Linked DNA regions of Sus scrofa: region 2 is linked to region 1. The links are chromatin contacts, called in public HiChIP or PLAC-seq maps. All regions are on one chromosome and are shown on one strand. The core of a region is the stretch at or near the end of the contact, and the rest is flanking DNA. Distances in the headings are between cores, read along the strand shown.

Region 1 (6,612 bases), core at 1,837-4,336:
CTGTAATTCAACAACTTACTTGAGATCAGCTGGTTGGCAGGAGGCAGTGCTGGGAACTGGGCAAAGTATGACCTCCTAACCAGGGTTCTCATACTCCTTTTGGTCTTTTAAAGGATCTTTGTGCCTCAGTAGAAGTAAAATGAATCAGCAACATTGATGGAGTAGGGATTTTAATACTTGCCTCCACATTGCTGTCTCAAAATCCTCAGATTTCTCTTTACTTGGTATCATAATTCCTGTTTCAATTCTTTTTCTTATTTGTGTGGCCTTCTCTCCAAGGTCATTGCATCTTTCCCTTGAGAATCTACTGAGACGTACTTAAGGTGTCTCCCTCTGTGCCTTGATTGGGCGAACCCCTGTTCACCCATTGCTAAGCAGCCCAGCAGTGGGGGCAGGGGCAGGCCTGACCATACTAATTGGAATTGAAAGGGAACCAACTCATCTAGATCACTTTGCATCCCAAATGTCACCTTTACAGAGCACAGAGGTCCAGAATAAATAGCGTTTGAAAGGAAGGATGGAGTCTGGATAGGGGAGGTCAGAGAATAAAGCGTTGTTACATGTGGGACCTTTTTTAGAATGATCTGGAGGGATAGCAGTGAAATTAGAGTTGTACCTCTTGAGGGCAATATTTTATTTTCTTCTCTGTTGTAAATTAGTATGGGTGGTTCAAACTGAAGAGTCCAGAAGTTGTTATGCCAAGGTGATGAAATTAGCTGTTTGGTCCATCTACACCTCTGGCTCCATACTCTAGCTCATGGTCTGATTTGATCTCTGGGTAGACAGAGGAGAAAGAATTTATGTGTATAATTTGAGTTTTTTGTTTGCTTGTTTGTTTTGTTTTTAAGGGCTGCAGCCGTGACATATGGAGGTTTCCAGGCTTGGGGTCAAATCCAAGCTACAGCTGCTGGCCTACACCACAGCCACAGTGACATCAGAGCTGAGCCATGTCTGCAACCTACACCACAGCTCAAGGCAATGCCAGATTCTTAACCCACTGAGCAAAGCCAGGGATCAAACCCGCAACCTTGTGATTCCTAGTCAGATTCATTTCCACTGTGCCACGAAGGGAACTCCTGAAATTTATTTAAAGTCATGTTTTCTTTGTGTCCTATGTCTTTTCAAGGAGGTGCATCCTATTTCTCTGCTCATGCCACCTTCTTAGTCTTGAAGCTTCTCGTGTGTTAGGACAACCTTATCTCCTCTTTGTGTCTTCAGTTCTTGTTCCAGTAAAGGGCACTATTGGTTCTATTGTTTCTTAGAAGAGTCTTTATTGCAATAACTGAGCATTCCAGAGAGGCCTTTCCTCTTTCTCCTGCCTTGTCTGGTTCTCAGCACCCAACCCTGGCAATTGGTGGACTCTGACAGTAGATTGAACTCAAGTTATTCAGCTTGTGATAAACGCTACTTCTAAGGGTAAAACCAAATTCCTTAGTCACTGTGGGTTGCAGCAATTACCTTCCCCTAATCTAGACAAACAGGCACGAGGTTTCCTTTGGTCTTGATCTAGAAAGGGAGCCAATGACAGAAATCTGAGACATAATTCATAAATACACTAACAGTTTCCAATAAAATGGTCACACATAAGGACTGCAACATCGCAATCTCCATTCAGTTCTGAAAGCATTGAAGAATGGCAAATTCAACTTTTTGATGACAAAACAAAAGCAGACAAACCAAAAAAAAGCCAAAAACAAACAAAAGACTGGACCTATACTATGATTTCGCAACAGGTAGTTTTTTGGGAAAAATACCTGTGTAAAATCCCATTTGCTGGTTTACTTTCAATAATTGATTCATTATCTTCATTGAGACACAGCCTGGGTTCCAACAACCGGTGCATATATAAGTATTTACAGCTGTTCTGCTCCTCACTAAGTGTGTGCACTTTGGCAAGTCCACTGGACTTCCTGGTGGAAAGAAACCCAGGCTGGTTAAAAAGTGGAGGCAAAGCTATGAAAAGCATCTAAACTTTAAAAAATTAACACCAGTTCTAGCTGGCAGTAAGCAAAGGGACTTGGCCACAGTAGACACTGGCCAAGAGAAGGTCCCCAGAAGGGCATTTGTAAGGGCACAAGGGGACAACTCGACAATAAGCCCATTTTGCTGCTCAAGGGGCAACACTTGAAGACTGTGTTCAGTGCCAGAGCCTGGGACAAGCCTGGAGACAAGGATCAGATTGTAGCTTTCTGAGGCGACTTCAATCAGTACAGCCAAAGGGAATTGCAGAGCAGCAGGGAAAGAGAATTCTGTTCTCCGGGCAGAGCAGCTGAACTGTCATCACCTGTGCTGCCTCCCCTACACCCCACCAGCCCACCTTGGAAACACTCCTGAGATGCTATGTCCTGGGGAGACTTTCCAAGGGCTCCTCTGTTGCTTTCTCTTCCCTCCTCCCGAAAAAGTCAAAAATGTAAAGAAAGAAAAGTTGGTGGCAGAGAGGGAAGAAGGGAAGGGAGGAAAGAAGGAAGGATCTCTTGCCAGGAAGGAAGGCACTTGGGTAACCAATGAAGCTTTAGTCAGAGAAGGGCAAGTGGAGGGTTAAATATATAAGAAAAAAGAATGCAAAACATCAAGGCTCAATGGTGCCAAGAGGTTTGGTCTCCTGAAAAGCCAAGGACGTTTGGCTGAGAGTGTGGTGAGGGAAGCAGTGTTAGATTCAGGCATTTCTGCTCTGCGACTTTGGGCGGACTTCAAAACCGACATAGCTGTGGTGCAGAGCAGTGATGGGGGGACGATCCCCAGGGTCTGCCCTGCCTCCCCCTCCCCTGAGCCCCTGACACGCCCCCTCCCCACCAGGGCCATGAAGGAATGTAGGTGGAATCCAAGCCAGGCTGGGGCTCAAGGAGGGATAACAGAATTCACGGCCGGGTTGGGGAGTGGGCCAGCACCCAGGGGCTCAGAAAGACAAGGGGTTTGTAAAGCGGGGAAAATATTAACTCCCTTGCTTCTGCGTTCTGTACTTGACTCCAAAATTGCAGGATGTGCTATTGTTTTCCCTTAGGTTTTCCGCTCCTTTCTTACGTTATTCATGTCCTTCTTTTAAGTGCCTCTGCTCTCTGTGTCTCTGCTCAGCGAAGGAGGGAGGCTGAGTGGGGGTTAGGCTGGGGGAGGATCGTGGAAGCAGGAAGGAACAGCTCAACAACTGGACCTTCCTCAGCGGCAGGAAAATCATTCCAGATTTGAAAAGGGCTTTGGTGAGATTTACGGATGGGGTGCCTGTGACTTTGCCAAACAAGCTCTTTTGTCTCAATCTTCCCTCATGCCTGGGTCTCTCCGCCACCCTGAGCTCCGCTACTTTTAAGGAGTTAAATCGGAGGGAAAGCACAGTTTGGACAAAGGTGTTGCACGGAGGTACAGAGAGCAGGCTGCCTGATATTTATGCGATCTGGCAGAAGGGAGGCTGTGTCTTGACACAGAAGCCAGTAATCAGGAAACAGGAGGGTAAGAAAGAGCAGGAAGGAAGGGAAGGGAAAGGAGGAGGGAATAAAGAAAGAGGGAAAGGAAGAAGAAAGGAAAGAGGGAAGAAAGGATAGAGGGAAGGGTCAGAGGAAAAGAAAGTGCAAATAAACCATAGCCTGAAGTCCCAGGAGGATGAATAAATGGGGGAAAGGAGTGGAAGGAACTAATATAATAAAAGTGAATGTTTCAAATTTCCCCACCACTGTCCCTTAGAATTACAGAGCTCTGAACAAACAACCTGATGAAGATGTGAACTTAACCTTCAAAAACAGGCAGGTTGGAAGTTTATAGCATTTTAAACATTTTAAACAATAACAACAAGCCTCATTGTTTATGCCTTGAGAGTTTAGGCATGTGAAGTTCATACTCAAAGCAACCAAGAGTCAGGAGTTGAAGTATGTATCAATAAGAACAGCCGTGAAAGCAAAGCTTCTGACTTAAATGAAAATAGAATACAGCGGGAACTATTGTTTGTGGTGTTTGCGCTGGGACTTACTTCTAATTGGGTTATTATCTTGAACCCAATGCAGTCTATCTCATAAAAGCTTGAAACTTAACTCCCAGCCTGTTTTTAGGAGGAAAAGTCCCTTAAGCCCTTTCTTTTCCTCCAAGGTCTTGAACTTCAAGTGTGGCATATACCTGATGGATAATAGGGAAATGCACTGATATTAGGGAAGTGCTCTGGGGCTTGCTTTATGTACGTGCACAGGGAACTGCAGGTGCATTAGCCCTACTGTGCCTCAAACTCGGGCCCCCATGCATGGAAGCACCACAAAAGCACAGATGAGCATGTGGGATGAAATGTCTGGATGCCCCCCCGCCACCTCCCCATCAGGGGGAAAAGGCTTTTACAGTATTTCGAACTGTTCTGCATCTCAGCACAAATAGAAAGTAGAAGAGATGGACCTAAAGATTTTCACACTAAGTGACGTTAGTGAAAGACACACATCATATGTTACTGCTTATACATGAAATCTAAAAAGTCGATACAAATGAAGGTCCTTGCAGAACAGGAACAGACTCACAGACTTTGAAAACAAACTCACAGTTACCAAAGGGGACAGGTGGCAGTGGGAGGGGGGTGGGTAGAGGGATGGACTGGGAGTTTGAGATTAGCATATGCACACTGAAGTATATGGAATGATTGGCCAACAGAGATCTACTGTCTGGCATAGGGAACTCTACCCACTATTCTGTAATCGTTTATGTGGGAAAAGAATCTGAAAGAGAATGGCTGTGTGTGTATGTATAACTGAGTCACTTTGTTGTAGAGCAGAAATTATCACAACATTGTAAATCAACTATATGTCAAAAAAACTTTAAAAAATGGGGGGAGTTCCCATTGTGGCTCAGTGGTAAAGAACCCCGCTAGTATCCATTAAGGACACGGGTTTGATCCCTGGTCTCTTTCAGTGAGTTAAGAATCCAGTGTTGCCATGAACTACAGTGTAGGCCACAGACATGGCTCGGATAACACGTTGCTGTGGCTGTAGCGTAGGCCCACGGCTACAGCTCCAATTCAACCCCTAGCCTGGGAATTTCCATATGCTGAAGGTGTGGCCCTAAAAAGCAAATAAATAAATAAATAAGGGGAAGAAAAAGTAGGAGAGACAAAGAAATGAAGGAGAAATCTGCCCCTCATGGGACCAGCATCTACCACGAGTGGGGCATTGGGCTGAGCACACCTTTTCCATGTCACGTGGCATTTCATTTCATGTAACAGCTGCTTTTAGAATCCTGTTTAACACATTGCACAGTCAAAGCAATCTCTTCTGGTAAACGGCCTCAGAGAGAGCCATCTCGCTTTACAAAGCCAGCTGTGAGGAGCTGGAAGGCACACAGCTGCAGACAGCTGCAAGGCTGGGCCGAAAGGGGATCCCAGAGAAGAGAACTCCTGCTCACAGGCCTGAGGCTGCAGGAGGGAAGTGGGGAGTTGCTGCTTCTGCATTTGCTGTCCAGGGCTTCTGCCTCCTGCCTCACTTATCTGATGGAACCGAACACATCAGCTGAACTTACAGAACCAAATGACCTGGGAACCGGAGCAGGGTTCTCCAAACCCTGGTTCTATATTTATGTAGTTTTGCTGTGTAGAATACTGTGATTTTTATCCCCCTAAGACGACCACCTCCCCCTCCGCCTCCCTCTGACTTAATGGATTGTCTCTGGAGATCTAGAAGACGCCTTTTGTGGGCTCCAGGAGAAACAAGGCAAAACCCTTGAAGCCAAAGAAAATTGTAAAAGTACATTAGGCAGGAGGTGGAGGAAGCCCTCCTCCTCTACTGCCAGTGAAACGTGTCTGCCCCAGGCATGAGAAGGCCACCTATGCTTGTTGCTCTCCCTTCAGTTCTTCTAGAGAAAAAGGGGCTTGAGCCCTGGGAACATTGCCTGGTGATTTGACCTCATGGGAATTCCCTCATCATCTGTACGAAAACTAATATAGTTGGTGCAAGCTAATAATCCTTCCCAGCATGAGTTGTCCCCAGGCTTTCCTTTTGAACTTGGTCATCGAGACTTATTGAGTAATAGAAAATGCTTTTAAAAACATGTTCTGAGCAATGAGAATAAAGAGGTCATAAAATGATCCAAGAAGCAGCTCCTTATTGACCCTATGACCTGGCCTGAGCCTTGACCAGCCTTGCCACCTACAAAGTACCCAGGAAAGCCAAGGTTCCTGCCATTCTGATGGTTCAAAGCTGGCAGTGCTGGGGGAGCAGTATCAAATGTCAGCTGGAGGGGTGGGGACGGGGAGAATTTCAGACTAGAGACAGGAAATGTGTCTAGGGGTTAGGGGCCAAGGAGAGCAGCAATGGGTCAGGAAGGAGACTGTGAGGTGGGGCAAGAGCAAAAAAGGTTCAGGACACAGGTTGAGAAGCTGGCAAGAATGAGAGAGAGTCTGTACTTATCAGGTACTGGTCACGTGGAAGCATAGTGGGTCCCACCCAATTTTTTATCTCCTCCACCAAGGAAATGGTCTACTTCCAGGGAAACAGAATATTTGCTTTGTAGTTTACAACATCTTACAGCCCTGATGCTCTCATTGGAGCCTTCAACAACCCAACAAGGTGAGCAGAACAGCTGGTGTTGTTGGCGTTTAATTGACTGTGAAGCTCAGACTAAAAGAGATGAAGAGATTTGCCCACTGTTACTAATGGC
Region 2 (6,237 bases), core at 227-2,726, 680 kb after region 1:
ATGTAAGCAAAATGTGGGGAAGAATGAAAGGTAAAAACAAAACAAACGAAACCTTCCAGAAATGCAAACTGCAGTACTGAAAGTGAAAATTTTACTGGATTACAGCATATTAGACAAAATCAGTAAAACTGACAATATAGCGATTAAAACTCTTGACTAAAGTTTGAGAAAAATTGGAAATTAAATGAACACAATTTTGGTGACCTATGAAACAACTTCAAGCAACTAGTTTTTGTATAGAGCCCCAGAAGCGAGAGGAGGATGATGGGACGTATTTAAAGAATTACTGTCTGGAGTTTTTCCAAATTTGACTTTTAAGAAACATCGATTCACATCATATGAAAAATACCAAAAATCAATGATAAAGACAAAGTTTAGAGGAAAAATGCATCCTACCTAAAGGAGGAAAAAAGACATAGTTCTGTAGACTTCTTACCAGAAATACAAGTCCGCAGACAGTAGAACTATACCTTCAAAGTGAAAAGAAGGCTCTCTTTTACCTCTTCACCAGTCTGCCTCTCAAGGAATATGGTAATAGTCCCATCACACCTTTCTATAAAAACTTAATTTATCTTACAAAAATAACTGAGGATTGCACTGCTGAGTAGCAAGGTCTTATTTTTCTAGTTGAAGTCTTCCTTTAGCATCCTTCCAGAAGTCATTTCTTTATTTTCTGTGTTCCCTTAATAAGTCACTTACACCAGTGTTGGTCAAACTTTACTGTGTGTATGAATCACCTGGAGCAGAATCTGAGTTCCTTAGTTTTACAAGCTCCCAAGTGTTGTCCATGTCGCTGGTCTGAGAGGATGGCACTGCTGAACAGCAAAGTCCTATTCTTCTAGTTGATGAGATGAAAAAAATATAACTATTTAAAGAAAGTGAGTTATTCTCACCTTTGTAATTACCATAGCACTTAATAGAGGGCTATGCAGCTAGTCGATACTGTCTAGAAAGACATAAATAGACATCCCCTTAGTCTGCTGCTTCCTAGTGAAACTCTGACTTCCCATTCGCTGACATCTATGGCTATGTATTTAATTTTTAACTCTTCAGGGAAAGTAAAACCTAGTTTCCAAGTGCTGGTACCAATGTTTAGCCCACTATTTTATGATAGCTACATTAGCCACGTATTATGAGAAATTTGTTATATCACAGTATCATTCTTAACCATCATTTATTTTCCTGGATTTTAAGATGTAGATTTACTCAAATTTCCCACAAACACTTTAAGTGCCTACGGTCTCTGGGGAAAAAAGAAAAAAAAAAAAAAAGCAGCACATGTGTGATTATATTTTAGTCCAAGGAGTAAGGTCATTCTAACTAAAAACAGAAAAGCATTCCTTCCAGACTCCTATAAACTTAATGGAGTCTCTCTATTTAAAAAGCTTCAGAGACCTTTTCTTCCCTTCCCCACCCCCACAGCCCGTGCTCCAAAGGCTCCTGGGTAGCACTGCCTAACTCCCCTGTATCCTGTCACATGACTGACAGCTCCGCTATCAGCACCTCAGTATTGTTTTGTACTGCAGGACTCAACATGTGTTTCCCCTTTAGAAAAATTACATCATGTCTCAGGAAGTCTCTTTTCTCCGACAAAACCAGCGGATATTCTCCATCAAGGCTTTGCAAATAAGAAAAGATAAATTAATCCTGCTGCAGTTGCTTAAGTGCATATACTAGCTATAGAGTCGTCGTCTACTCACAGTCCAGCCCCAAGATCAACGCACTCTGTCCCAAATGTCTTCCTCTCCAGTAAGATGAACAAGAACAGGATGAGAAGCTGATACTTTTTATACAAAGTACAATTATTTTCTATACTGGCCTTTGCCCCGAAGTGAGCCAGGTGATAGTTTGACTTCCACTCTGACAAATGCTTTTAACCTGTTGCCAAAAGAGTTGGGAACTGCAAAATCCTGAGAATTCTGTTTCGTTCCATGATGCCTTCTCCATTTTCTCAGAAGGCCAACAAAATCCCTCACATGCCTAGTTTGAAAGTAAAATTATCTGTGACCACATTCCTTACTTTCCAAAGTATATTTGCCCTTGTTTCTCAGTGTGTTTTAGCACTCCCATCTCTGTACATTATGCAAAAATTTCTCTTTCTAATCCCTTTTTTAAAGGATCAGATTTATGTCCAACTTCTAAGCCCTGCATATTCTAATGACTGTTGTTTGTCAGACAAACAAAATATTCAAAATATTTTATAACTGTCTTCACTTCATAGATCAGAAACCTAGAGCCCAGAAAAGTTAAGTGACTTCCCCCAGTCCACATTGTTAGCTGTGGGTTCAAAGGATATGGCAAACACCAGCTTTGTCAGAGAGTGACCCAAGCCCAGACACTGCCATGCCCATGGCAGTGATAATCAGCTGCCAAACCAAAGTTTCGAATAAGTTACGATGCCTTAGCATACTGGTAAGAACATGAGAGTAGCATCAAGATTCAGGTTCTAGCTTATTTCCTAATGCATTAAATAAGGTTAGTATTTTTTAAACATTGTTACTCAAGAGTCCTGGGGTTCTAAGAAATGACCAACCAGTCTGAGGGGAGTCAAGGGAGGGAAAGTTGGCTCTGTTCCAGAGTTAGCCAGATCATCAAAGGTTCAAGCTGTTTTATACACCAAAGTTCTACTTATTTTGCTTCAAAAAAATTTAATTAAAAAAAAATCAGCAACGAGTTAACTGAATTATCTAATTCTTTTCCATCATTATGAGCTACAAGTCTGTTTCTTCTCAGAGCTGCTCAATTTCCAACAGATGGATGAGCATGGTTGATCCTAGAGTCTTGCTATTTTAAATATCATCATTTATCAGAAAAACTGGCATCTCCTGGAAGCTTCCAAATAGTGCAGGATCTCAGACTCCCCCCCAGAACTTCTGAATCAGAATATGAACTTTTCCGTGATCTCCAGGTGACTTGATGGACATAAAGTTTAATTATCACTGATCCAGAATATAGTGGCATCTTTGTCAACATACGTCATTGAACTCCATTCACATTCTCCTCTCTGGTTTGTAACAAAAAGTTTAGGCTGGTTGGTCACTCCTGTCTGCCCCACCTCTCCGTAGCTCTGGGAAAAAGTAGAGTTAGGATATGGGCAAAATTGGCAAATACAAACTTAAATGTTGCCATTACCATCTGCCGACTTATCCTTACAAAGGTCCCCCAATACCCATGACAATTTACAATGTCAGGGATATTGACAGCAGTTCTTCTCCCATAGAGAGCAGGGGCCCCTTTGATGAGATCATCTTTCCAATCCAGTCCAATGCTGAGACTCACTAATTCTATAATACAGATATTCATAACAAAAACTCTCAGATCCTTTACACACTGCCCAGGCTTGTCCATGTGTTATTAAAGTTGGGCTGAGTAATAAATGCTATAAATGTCCTACAAGACAGCACTCACACCCAGTGAGCATGACATCCCATAATAGCCCTATTTGGCTTGTTACCCTGGCGCCTCTCTCCACCCTGATCTCTGGAAACCAGAGAAATGCAAACACCAGAATGTCAATCCAAAGGCATAGACATGAGTGTAAGATGCTTTGCTTGGAGAGTTTTCATAAGATCATATTTCTGGCCAGATTCCTGTTACTTCTGAGTTGTAGTCAGGAGGTGATTTTTTCATTAGCATTTCTCTTCCCAGAAGGAAAACATTATCCCCCAGCTAAAATTCAAGTGAACTAAATCACTTCCAACCTCAGCATCATTTCAGGCTTGGTGTCATTTGTGGATTCAAGATCAAGTCCTGTTTAATCTACTCAAGTTCCACTCCTAATAGGAAAAATGCCAAGAAACAAAAAAAGACGCATCCCATTTTCAGAGGCAATCACCTTCTATGTTTTAGATTGATCATAAAGCAGTTCAATTCATCAACTTCTTACAGAGTCAGCTTTCTAGCCAAGTCAAATAGGACTGCCTTCATTCTCTCAAATATTTCTTGAGTGTCTATCAAGTGCCAAGGCCAGGCAACAGGGGCTAGCCACCATGGGCAGAGGGGACTTTTTTTTTTTTTTTTTTTTTAAATCAAGAAACTCACAGCTTGCCTATAACAACAAAAATGTGGAAAGCTATTTAATTATATAGTCAATACCTTAATGATAGCTTGAACAATATAAGAATATTATTGCTGATAAAAGAGTCAGCAATAAGGATTCAAATATGGGTAAGACCCCATGCCTGCTTTCAAGGAGATTTTAATCTAGGTGGTGGGAAAATAAAACACATCCTAGCACTAGTAGGCAATGCCTGCTGAGTACCACATTATCCAAAGCACATCCCACTAAATGTTGATGGTACACTGACTACAATATCTATGCAGCAGTTGAGAGTACTCATGGGGTGGGCGGGGGCTATGGTGAACTTGGCAGGACGGAGGAATGGCTTTAAGCAGACTATAAAAATGGGAAGAGGAGTTCCCGTCGTGGCGCAGTGGTTAACGAATCCGTCTAGGAACCATGAGGTTGCGGGTTCAGTCCCTGGCCTTGCTCAGTGGGTTAACGATCCGGCGTTGCCGTGAGCTGTGGTGTAGGTTGCAGACTCGGCTCGGATCCCGCGTTGCTGTGGCTCTGGCGTAGGCTGGCGGCTACAGCTCCGATTCGACCCCTATCCTGGGAACCTCCATATGCCATGAGAGCGGCCCAAGAAAATGCCAAGAAGACAAAAAGAAAAAAAAAAAAAAGGGGAAGAACTTCTGTTGCATCAAATAAGAAGGGGGAGGTCTGAGCAGAGGGACTAGTATAAAGAAAAGTATGTAGGTAGGAAAGCAACTCATCTCGCCACCCTAGAGCAACAACGAAGCTTTCAGTCTGCTGGGAACAGAGGTTTTACACACAAGAATGTGTTCAGCTGACAAACTTGGAAACAGTGAACCCAGAATATGGAGCCCTGAATTGCATATATAGAAATGTGGATTTTATTCCATAACCAATGAAGAGCTCATATGCATTTCTGAGCAGCTGAATGAAAGAAAATCCGTAGGAAAATTCAACTTTTGGTGGTTTGTGGGATAAACTGGAATAGGAAGGTACTATGGAAAGAGGGGAAATTTTGAGAGTAATTGCTATGAACAGAGTCCCATGCTTATATTTAACCATTATTAATAAGCAGTGCTTGTATGGGGGTGGGGAGTATCCATGAAAGGGAATCCAGGGTTAATGGCGTCATTATTTCTGAGGAGTGTTCCTTGTACACAGTACAGTGGAGGATCCTGGACTTAAATGAAGAAAGTGACCTAAACCTGGTGTCTTACGTTTAATTTGGTCAAATCCAATTAGCAAGCACTGTAGTGAGCATTTGGGAGCTACCATCTTACATCTCAGAACATAGATTATTAGCAGAATAGGGAGCCAGAGGCTGTTTTGTCCAAAGACCTCATTCTGTGGGTGGGCAGAGCCCCTAAACAACAATAGCCAGGCCTGGAGTTAAAATGCCGGTACCTAATTCCAAATCCACTGTCTTTCCACTGCTCATAACTTTCTTAAATAGGAATGTGTCTCCTCTCAAAGAGCTTATACCCATTTGTAAAACCCTAACGTTGTTTTTCATGCAAGGAAGGTATAAAAGGATATGCTCACAATTCCTGTTGTGGCTCAGTGGTAACGAACTTGATGAGTATCCATGAGGATAGGGGTTCGATCCCTCGCCTTGCTCAGTGGGTTTAGGAGGACCTGGCGTTGCCATGAGCTGTAGTGTAGGTTGCAGACATGGCTCAGATCCCAAGTTGCTGTGGCATAGTTGGCAGCTGCAGCTCCAATTCAAAACCTAGCCCAGAAACTTCCATATGCCAGAGGTGCGGCCCTAAAAAAAAAAAAAAAAAAAAAAAAAAGAGAGAGAGAGAGAGAGAGAAAAGGGCATGCTCATCCTATTGTGACACAATGGGATAATCTTTCTTAAAGAAATGATAGAACAAAGAAATGATAGAACAAGTCCCCTGCACATTATGAGAATGAAGTTTTCTGGTGGGCTTAAAGGTCAGATATTCAAAAGTTGTATTTCTCCTTGAGTTTCAGTTTCTGAAGGTAAAGTTTGCCCCAGGAGATTAAAGAAGAAAACTCTGTCAAAAGAAAGCTTTATTTAGAGTTCCCATTGTGGTGCAGCAGAAACGAATCTGACTAGTAACCATGAGGTTGTGGGTTTGATCCCTGGCCTCGCTCAGTGAGTTAAGGATCCAGCATTGCTATGAGCTGTGGCGTAGATGACAGACATGGCACGGATCCAGCATTGCTGTGGCTGT

What was found. HiChIP or PLAC-seq counts read pairs in DNA pulled down with a chosen protein or histone mark.
Region 2: a contact with region 1 is called in an H3K27ac HiChIP or PLAC-seq map of skeletal muscle, with 5 times the contacts expected there. The contact joins two enhancer-like sites. A contact is called at or near these places in 2 of 47 Hi-C or Micro-C datasets (embryonic fibroblasts and epiblast stem cells) and 1 of 2 datasets of contacts at active chromatin or transcription factors (skeletal muscle).

What each region holds. Positions count from the first base shown.
Region 1 is chr9:48,809,580-48,816,191 of Sscrofa11.1, forward strand. The region is part of intron 1 of LOC106508308 (a long non-coding RNA gene); the gene reads left to right. Among named protein-coding and RNA genes, the nearest start is that of MIR9804, 180 kb to the right of the region's middle. Within about 2 kb of position 3,087, at least 27 of the 83 cell types and tissues checked have an H3K27ac peak or open chromatin away from gene starts, as enhancers often do. A contact at or near this core is called in skeletal muscle, where this site is marked.
Region 2 is chr9:49,493,240-49,499,476 of Sscrofa11.1, forward strand. The region is part of intron 1 of LOC102164776; the gene reads right to left. Among named protein-coding and RNA genes, the nearest start is that of UBASH3B, 130 kb to the right of the region's middle. Within about 2 kb of position 1,477, at least 8 of the 83 cell types and tissues checked have an H3K27ac peak or open chromatin away from gene starts, as enhancers often do. A contact at or near this core is called in skeletal muscle, where this site is marked.